2 separate regions of the Gossypium hirsutum genome follow, and region 1 is linked to region 2. The links are chromatin contacts, called in public Hi-C maps. All regions are on one chromosome and are shown on one strand. Each heading gives the region's core, a stretch centred on a gene start, on an enhancer-like site or on the middle of the called end of the contact. The rest is flanking DNA. Distances are from core to core; before and after follow the strand shown. Region 1 has its middle 9.6 kb from the start of LOC121206502. Region 2 holds the start of LOC107889883 (probable leucine-rich repeat receptor-like protein kinase At1g35710).

What was found. Hi-C and Micro-C count contacts between places; a contact is called where the count stands out from the background.
Region 1: a contact with region 2 is called in a Hi-C map of leaf, with 1.8 times the contacts expected there. The contact joins the enhancer-like site here to the promoter of LOC107889883 in region 2. A contact is called at or near these places in 2 of 34 Hi-C or Micro-C datasets (both in leaf).

The regions. Positions count from the first base shown.
Region 1 is chrA09:6,234,927-6,239,589 of Gossypium_hirsutum_v2.1, reverse strand. It overlaps the pseudogene LOC107888627. Among protein-coding and RNA genes, the nearest start is that of LOC121206502, 9.6 kb to the left of the region's middle. Within about 2 kb of position 3,034, at least 6 of the 9 cell types and tissues checked have an H3K27ac peak or open chromatin away from gene starts, as enhancers often do. A contact at or near this core is called in leaf, where this site is marked.
Region 2 is chrA09:6,036,611-6,041,082 of Gossypium_hirsutum_v2.1, reverse strand. It overlaps LOC107889883 (probable leucine-rich repeat receptor-like protein kinase At1g35710), which reads left to right and starts at 1,948. Exons shown (of 2, transcript XM_041077458.1): 1 at 1,948-4,472. The coding sequence starts at 1,980.

The DNA of each region.
Region 1 (4,663 bases), core at 1,785-4,284, 200 kb before region 2:
AGGCTCAATTTTCTTGACATGGAAACTTGAACAACAAAACTATCAATCTTCCTACCATTACCCTCTGTTATCACCCTCCTAAGTTTAGATTCAAATTTGGAACCTAACGAAAGCAAAAGTGCAATATCTATGAAGCCTCTTACAATTATCATACACCACATCGACATCGGGGGCATTATCATATTGATTGAAAGCCTACCAAAGAGCTGAACAGATACTCTCTTGCTCAGATTATCCAATTATATTCTGAACTTAAACCTGTAACTTAGATTTTTTTTTTTTTGCTCAGCAAGATATTAATATTATTAATATCAATATAAAAAGAACATTGCCTTATAAAAAGATCCCAAAATGAGCATGGAAAACTTAAAATAAGAAAAAACAAAGAAACAAGTTCGGAAAAAAGAAAAGCAGTCAGGTCCAGTTTTAGCAAGCTCATCAATGAAGTCATTCCTTCATGCCACCAGCTTAATCATCGTAATTTCACTAAGTAGCTGATCAATGTATTCACCACCTCCCAAAGCTGAAAAATAGAACTCAACCATAAGCTCTTACAAACATAAATCATTGCAGCAAAAGCATTCCAAAGGGAAAAATGAAAAACAACAACCCATTACTCCAATCATAACCACACCCTTTCATACCAAACCATTCCATTGAATTAATTAGGGGCGCAAATTAGAAGTCGAAATTAAATTGTAATTTTTACGATAATAAAAATATAATCTTTAAATGATTAAATCAAAATTTTATTATTTTTAGAGGGTTAAAGTGTACTTTTAATTTTATTAATTTAAAATTTCAAAAATTTTAAAAGACTTAAATGAAAATTTTTTTATTTTAAGTAGCCGACTCCTAGAATCAATTGATTTTTTTTTTGAATAAATCCTTGAACTCTTAAAAAGACACAATTTGGTATTGATGTCGAGAACCACAATCTTATTAATTAGTCATGCACCAATCACAAGAAGAAAAATTTAAAAAGTAATTTATTCAACATGTTAAGAAAATTTTAATATTTAAACAATTTATTTAAAGTTATTGATCCACAAACCAACTCACACATTAACTTATATTCATACCTGATTTTGAAAATTATCATAAATTTATTTTTTATAATTAATAAGATTTAATTGTAAATTAATTTTTACCTTAATTAACTTAAATTTTATAAAGAAAATTAGAAACCCAGCGAAAGCAGGGCTCAAAACTAGTTTTCCATAATTTGCTTGGGTACTATTAATATAAATAGAGATAAATATTAAAATTATATATGAATTTTGATCTAATATGTAATTGTATATATGAATTTTAATTTGATATAATTATACACGTGAAACTCTAATTATGGTTCAAATATATACTTGAAATTTTAATTTTCATGTACATTTAAAGAAATAAATACATCAATTTATTTTTGTATTGAATAAATATAATTATTTATGTATGCAATATATAAACATAAAATGATGTTATATTAATAATTGTGTTAATAATTTATAAGAATTGGATCAAATCAAAATTTCATTATAAAATTACACAAATCAAAGTTAATATATACAATTGCATATTAAACCATAATCCATGTATAGCTTTGAGATTTATCCCTTATTATAAATCATGTTATTTATCATATAATACTATTTTATAATTATTTTTTTAATTATAAAGTTTATCAAATGTTATTGATAAATTACAATGATAATGATTAGACCATTCCACTATTAAAATTATCAATTTGAGCACTAATATTAATAATATAAAAAATTTAGGTCACCTAATTATTAGAGACTAAAGATTGTGAATTAATGTTAGTACTAGACCTGCCCATGGGCCGGGTTGAAGACTTGTCCGAAAAGTAGAAGGGTTTGGGTAAAAATATAGGCTTGAAAAATGAATTTGGGCAAAGAATAAAGCCCGTTTTCTAAACGGGCCGAGCCTTAGGTAAGTTTTTTTGCCTAGTCCGGGTATGAATACAAAAAAAATCAATTTTTTTTACTGTTATTTGCTATTTTTTTTCTTGCTATTTTCTTGTTGTTTTTTTCACTATTTTGCTACAATTTCACAATTATGTTACTACTATTTTGTTGTTATTATTTGAATATTGTATAATCTTGTTTTATTGTTAATTTTGTTGTTATTTTTCACATTTGCTTGTTAAATTGTATTTATTTTAGTGTTGTTTAAGTATATATATATTTATTTTTAATTTGTTGTGAAACATTTATTTTAATGTTTTTAGTATTTATGGTGTATTATATATATATTTTTAAAATTATATAAAAAATTAATACGAGTTGAGTTTAGTCAAAATTTTAAGATAATTTTTCGGGCCAATCTAGGCCGACTCATAGACACATTTAGTTAGTACCATACATAATATATATTAGATGATATATAGTGTTATCAATTCTTTCAATATATAAAAAATAATTTTTATAATTAAGATTAAAATGACAAATTTTATAAATATTAAAGATTAAATTTGTTAATTTTTTTAGATTTAGCTTCTGTTATCTGTTGTAACTGACTAAATTCAGTATCTTTGGACTCTTTTTATTCTAATAAGTTATCATTTTGAAAGAGCAGAAAAATAAAATGAATACTAGTTATGTTCATCCAGAGACTCATAATTTTGGTTACATATTGCAATGACCCAGCAGATGGATGGGTTATCTCTGTAAGAGGTACACAATCTACTCGGGTTTAGTTTGAAAATTTTTTTTTACAGTAATCCTTGATTTCAGCGGTCAGTGACTAATAAAAAAGAAATAATTGTATAAAATTATAATTTCACTTTATTTTTATATATTTTTTCAATAGAAAAATTTTCAATAAAAAAATACAAATCAAAATTTTCATTAATTAATAATTCAAAATTTTGAACCTTCAACTAAAATTTAAGAAGTAATGACTATAAAAGTCTATAATCAGCGGAGCAGTTTTGACTTCACTTTGGCCCACCATCTTTTGGGGGTGTCTCTAGGAATGGAGAAATTCTGCTTGAGGACAGTAGTGGCTTCCGCGTGGGTCATAGGCTTCTTATGGCGAACCGTAACACTGAGCCCAAACCAAAAGATAGAGGAAGATCTTGACTTCGAAAGCAATAAATTTGATCCATATTGGGTTAATTGATTAGCCGGGAAATCACTAACCATTATTATTATCACAGCCTATAAAAAAAATTAAGCTTAAAGATGGCCTCACCTTTTTGTTGCACTACCCGTGTTCTTTCTTATGTTTCGATTGCACTCGTGGTCACCATTTTTCCAACTTTGGGTACTGGTTCTACCAGATTAGTCACAACATCCGAGCTAGAAATGGAAGCAAAAGCTATCCTTCATTTAGGTTGGTGGAGTTGGCACAGCAATGACACTCACAAACGTTGCAGCTGGGTAGGTATATCATGCAATGAAGCTGGGAGCATCACCAGCATTGATTGTTCACGGTTTGCGGTTAGTGGAAGCATCTCGCCTCAAATATGTGCTTTATCTTCTCTCGAGCACCTTGATCTTTCTTACAATAATATAATAGGTGAGTTACCTCAATCCCTTGGAAAACTTACACGTTTAAAAGGGCTCAATCTTTCCAGAAACTTTGTTGAAGGTTCTATCCCTTCAGGCTGTGGAAACTTGGAAAGTTTGAAGCTGTTGGACCTATCGCATAATAGAATTACTGGCCCTATCCCTTCTACCTTGGGCAACTTAACCACTTTAAAAATGTTGAACCTATCCAAAAACCAAATTAGTGGTCCTTTCCCTTCTACCTTAGGCAAATTAACCAATTTAAAACAGTTGGACTTATCCTTTAATCAAATCACTGGGGTAATTCCTCGTGAAATTGGAAACCTAAAGGATTTGTGTGAATTGAATCTAAGTAAAAACAAGCTCAATGGTTCGATCCCTTTGTCAATATTTAATTTATCCAGATTGAGCATTCTCTATCTTGATTCCAATCTTTTAGAAGGTCCCTTACCACAAGAAATGAAGAATTTGAAAGCTTTAATTTCCTTGACCTCTCCAGTAACAATTTGATTGTTCCTATTCCATCTCAAATTGGAAATTGCTCAAACTTACAAGAATTGTCTTTGAGTAACAATCATATAACTGGAAGCATTCCCTTTGAAGTCTTCAGTTGCCCTCATTATACTCTTGATCTCAGTCATAACTTCATCGAGGGAGAAATACCGCATCAATTTGATAACGATCTTTACTTTCAGGTTTTGGATCTTAGCCACAACAATCTAACAGGCATGATTCCTGCATATTTGTGGGTGTCGTATGTGCTCAATCTGTCCTATAATTCTCTAGACGGTCCTATACCAGGGCATTTGAGTGAATTTTCATCTGATTCATTTTGGGGAAACAAGTATTTATGTGGAAACATACGAGGTTTCTCTCCTTGCCCTTCTACATCAAGCAACAAGTTAAAAATTGTTGAAATCATTCTTCCCGTTCTCTGTTTTTTGGCCTTCTTGGCTTTAGGAGTCTTACTCTTCCTTAGATCCAGAGCAAAAGATAACATTCCTGAACCAAATGTCACAAAAAATGGAGATTTATTCTCAATCTTGAACTTTGACGGAAGAATTGCATTTGAAGATATCATTGAGGCGACCAACGACTTTGACATCCGATACTGTATTGGGACTGGTGGTTATGGTAGT
Region 2 (4,472 bases), core at 699-3,198:
CTTCGGAAATATTGGAAGATAACTTGGCTTCACTATACTTTTCTGCAAGCATATATATCCAATCCCTTGTTACACGTTGCATGATAATGATATTTTTTTAAAAGGAAAAACATAATATCGTCAAACTATTAATTTTTTATTTAATTTATTCATCTAATTTAAATAAGTTATTAAAAAATTCATATAAATAAAATATCAAAATTAAATAAATTATAAAAAATTATTAATTTAAAGAAAAACGGTATGAAGTAAATGTTTACCATATAAGTTACAAAATCATTACGAAAGTATCCATGGAGTGGAATTAGGAAATAGAAAGCATGAGTTTTTCATCTTTGTCACTTTTGTTAGAAGCTTCAAGGAAGAAGTCCTTTAGAGCGTCCAGTTTACTCTCAAAACACAAATACAAGTCAATGTATACAGGATAATATTCTACCTAGGAAGTTTTTTGGCGTCTATGGTGGAATATAGGATCTTATGCATATTTTTATTTAAATTATTTTTTAATTTTATAATTTGCTGACAGCTCTGGATTGGAAATACCATGGAAGGACAGATCTAAGTGAATTTTTGTCAATGCTTGGAATCATTTTTCCTTCATTGAGATAGAGATTTAGGAAGGAATAATGATTCAAACCACCTATGGCTTTCCTTCATTAATCACGTTCTTCATTAGAAACTTCAACCAGAAATACACAACTTTTTTAGGCAATGACTAAAGACTTAAAAATATAACATTTACCTAATAAAATTATATTACTTTTATAAGTTTTATAATTTTTTTTATATGAATTATATTTGTTTGATTTCATAAATAGTATTTTGACAACATATTGAATAAGGGTGAACGTTTGATCTAATCGAATGAAAATTTTTTGAGTTAATTTAGTTGACGAATCCTATTTTATCATCCAAACTTGATTTGAAATTTTCTCGAACCGACTTAAGTGAGATGAAATTCAAATCGAATATATTTGTTCGAGTTAAATTAAAAAATGACTTTTAATTCTTGTAACCACTGTCACCCACCATAATCAAATTTGTTATTAACTTTCATCTCCTCATAATTTATTTATTAATATTTTACATATGGATTAGCTTCTTTAATTGCTTAGCTGCTTCAATTATATTATGATTTTTGTCACTATGTATTTTGAATTTAAAAAATATATTAAATATAAAAAAGTGATTTTTTTAATTAAAGTTATCTTAAAGATAAAACGTGAAATTTATACCAATATAAAATTTTAACACGAATATTTTATGGCATCATCAATAATTCAATTTTAACAGAAATTTATAAAGACTTAATATGATTAAATAAATCGATAATATAAACAGTACAGAATGTGAAATTTAATTTAATACTATAAATAGTAGGTATAAATAAAATCATCACTATTTAGATTTAGAGATTTTTTTTGGATGATTTTTTATTTAGGGGTAAAAGGTGAAAAATAAAAGTTTAGGGAGAAAATAAAAAATTTTGAGAGTTAAGAGAGTAAAATTTGGGGGAAAAGTAAATGGGAAAAAATATTCAAAAAAGAAAATTTGGGGGAAAATGAGTCTGGGTTAAATGGAGGTTGGGATGGGAGGGGAGGGGAGGGGAGGGGAGTAAAAAGATTTAGTGGTTTGGGGTAAAAATATAAAATATTATAGTTTGATATTCGAATTATTCTAGTTCGAAAATTAAACTTGATTTGAATTTTTTTCGATTTTTTCGAGTCGAATCGAGTTTTGCTCACCCGTAATATTGAATAGATGCGAAACTTTGTGTATGGATATATTCCGAAATGCATCTTTTATCTAATTAAAATATTATTAACTGTATAGGAAATTATAAAAGAGGTGAAAAACAAATTTATTTTATAGTAATCCAAATATACACATGTCTTTATATATATGTATATGTTTTTTTCCGGCTCTTTAAAATTAGGTAGAGAATTGGGAGTAAAGCTTCAATCCTGATCTTAATTGCTATGACATTCTCTTTTTACACTTGTTTTGCTATTTTACTTTTCTTACTCTCTATAACAGTGGGGAGCAGTGAGATTGCTAGATCAACAAATAATGATTCAGAATCTCTTTTAGCTGAGGAAAAAGCATTGATGGAAACTGGGTGGTGGAGTAACTACAGCAACATAGGTGTTCACCATTGTACATGGCCTGGTGTCAGATGCAGTGCAACTGGAATTGTCATCGAGATTGATCTTAGTGGCCATGGTCTAAATGGGAGTATAACACCTCAAATAGGTGCACTTTCCGAACTCAAGTGCCTCAACCTGTCCTCAAATAATCTTAGAGGTGTGTTACCTTCTTCACTTGGAAACCTTACTCAATTGGCAGTGCTTGATGTTTCTTATAATGAAATTTATTCTATTCCCTTGGAAATTGAGAAGATGGAGAATCTTGTTCTTCTAAATTTGACGAGGAACCTCATTGTTCATATGCCTTCAGCTATTGGTCTTTTGACCAATCTCACCCACTTGATTATGACCTCTAATCCATTGCAGAGCATCATCCCTCCCCATATATGGAACCTGAAAAAGCTAATGACTCTCCATCTCGGAAACTGCCAACTCCACGGTTCCATTCCACCAAATATTGGAAAGCTGAAGAGTTTGGTTAATCTCCATCTCTCAAGGAACATGCTTGTTGGTCCAATCCCATCTTCTGTCAACAACTTAACCAATCTTGCATCGTTGGTTCTTTATGGAAACCTACTCAATGGATCCATTCCGCAAGAAATTGGGAGACTGACAAATTTGATTACATTGGAGCTATCTTCTAATCTGCTTGTTGGTCCAATCCCATCTTCTGTCAACCACTTAACCAATCTTGCATCACTGGTTCTTAATGACAACCAACTCAATGGATCCATTCCGCATGAAATTGGGAGGCTAACGAATTTGGTTACATTACATCTATCCGCCAATATGCTTTTGGGTCCCATCCCTTCCTCTTTGGGTAAGTTATCCAGACTGGAGTCGTTCTCTCTTTATACAAATAAAATAAATGGTTCCATCCCATTAGAAATAAGAAATCTTAAGAGGTTGACTTACTTGGATCTTGGTGCCAATAACTTGAGTGGTGAAATCCCTTCGTTTCTAGGTCTTTTACCCAGCTTGAGTAGCTTGTACCTTGACTCAAATCTTTTTGAAGGTTTCATCCCATTAGATATTGGAAAATTAAAGAATCTGACTGTATTGTATCTCTCTTATAACAAACTCACTGGCTCAATCCCTTCATCACTACTTCATTTACCCAATTTAATGGATTTAACCATCGCTTCCAATCATTTGGAGGGTCCCATACCCCATGAAATTGAGAGTTTGAATGCCCTGAAATACTTGAATCTCTCAGACAACAAATTGAGTGGGCCCATTCCATCTCAGATTGGTAATTTGTCAAATTTAAGATCCTTAATTTTGGCAAACAATAACTTGAGTGGAAGGATTCCCCTGCAAATTAGTGGCTTATCTCTATATGAGCTTGATCTAAGCCATAACATCATTAGTGGAGATATACCTTCTCAACTCAATTTCCAAAACTATTCCCAAAACATTTTTCTTAGCCATAACCTTCTCCTAGGAGTGATACCTTCCCAATTTGGGAATTCAACTGATTTAAGCAGCTTAGATCTCAGTTGGAATAATCTAACGGGCACGATTCCCGAATTTCCATTTTATGTGGGGAACCTCAATTTGTCATTTAATTCACTGAGGGGTCAAATTCCAGATGGATTATTGCATTTTGCACCCGAGACATTTATAGGCAACAAGGATTTATGCGGTTCCATTCAAGGCTTCCGTCCTTGCCCTTCATCTCCAAATGTAAACCGAGAAAGAAATAGCAAAGTAGTGAAGCACAATCTGCCTATTGTTATTCTGGTTCCAACTTTGTTATTTTTTGTCTCGACTTTTGTGTTGGTGATATTCATCCTATTCCGACGATATAGAGCTAAAGCTTTGAAATCTGAGCCAAGTCCAACCAAAAATGGAGATTTATTCTGTATTTGGAACTTTGATGGAAAGATTGCTTTTGAAGACATCATCAAAGCCACAGAGGATTTTGATATCAAATATTGCATTGGAACGGGTGGTTATGGCAGTGTATACAGAGCAATCTTACCAAGTGGCAAAGTTGTTGCATTGAAAAAACTCCACCGATTGGAAGCTGAGCAGCCGGCTTATGATACAAGTTTCCGAAATGAGATCAAGTTTTTAACAGAAATACGACACAAGAACATTGTCAAGCTCCACGGATTTTGTCTCCACAATCGTTGCATGTTCTTGATTTATGAATATATGGAAAACGGAAGCTTGTTTTATGCCTTGAGCATTGATGAGGAAGCTGTGGAATTGGATTGGACCAAAAGAGTGAACATTGTCAAAGGTGTCGCACATGCTTTATCTTACATGCATCATGATTGCAACCCTCCAATTGTTCATCGAGACATCTCAAGTAATAAC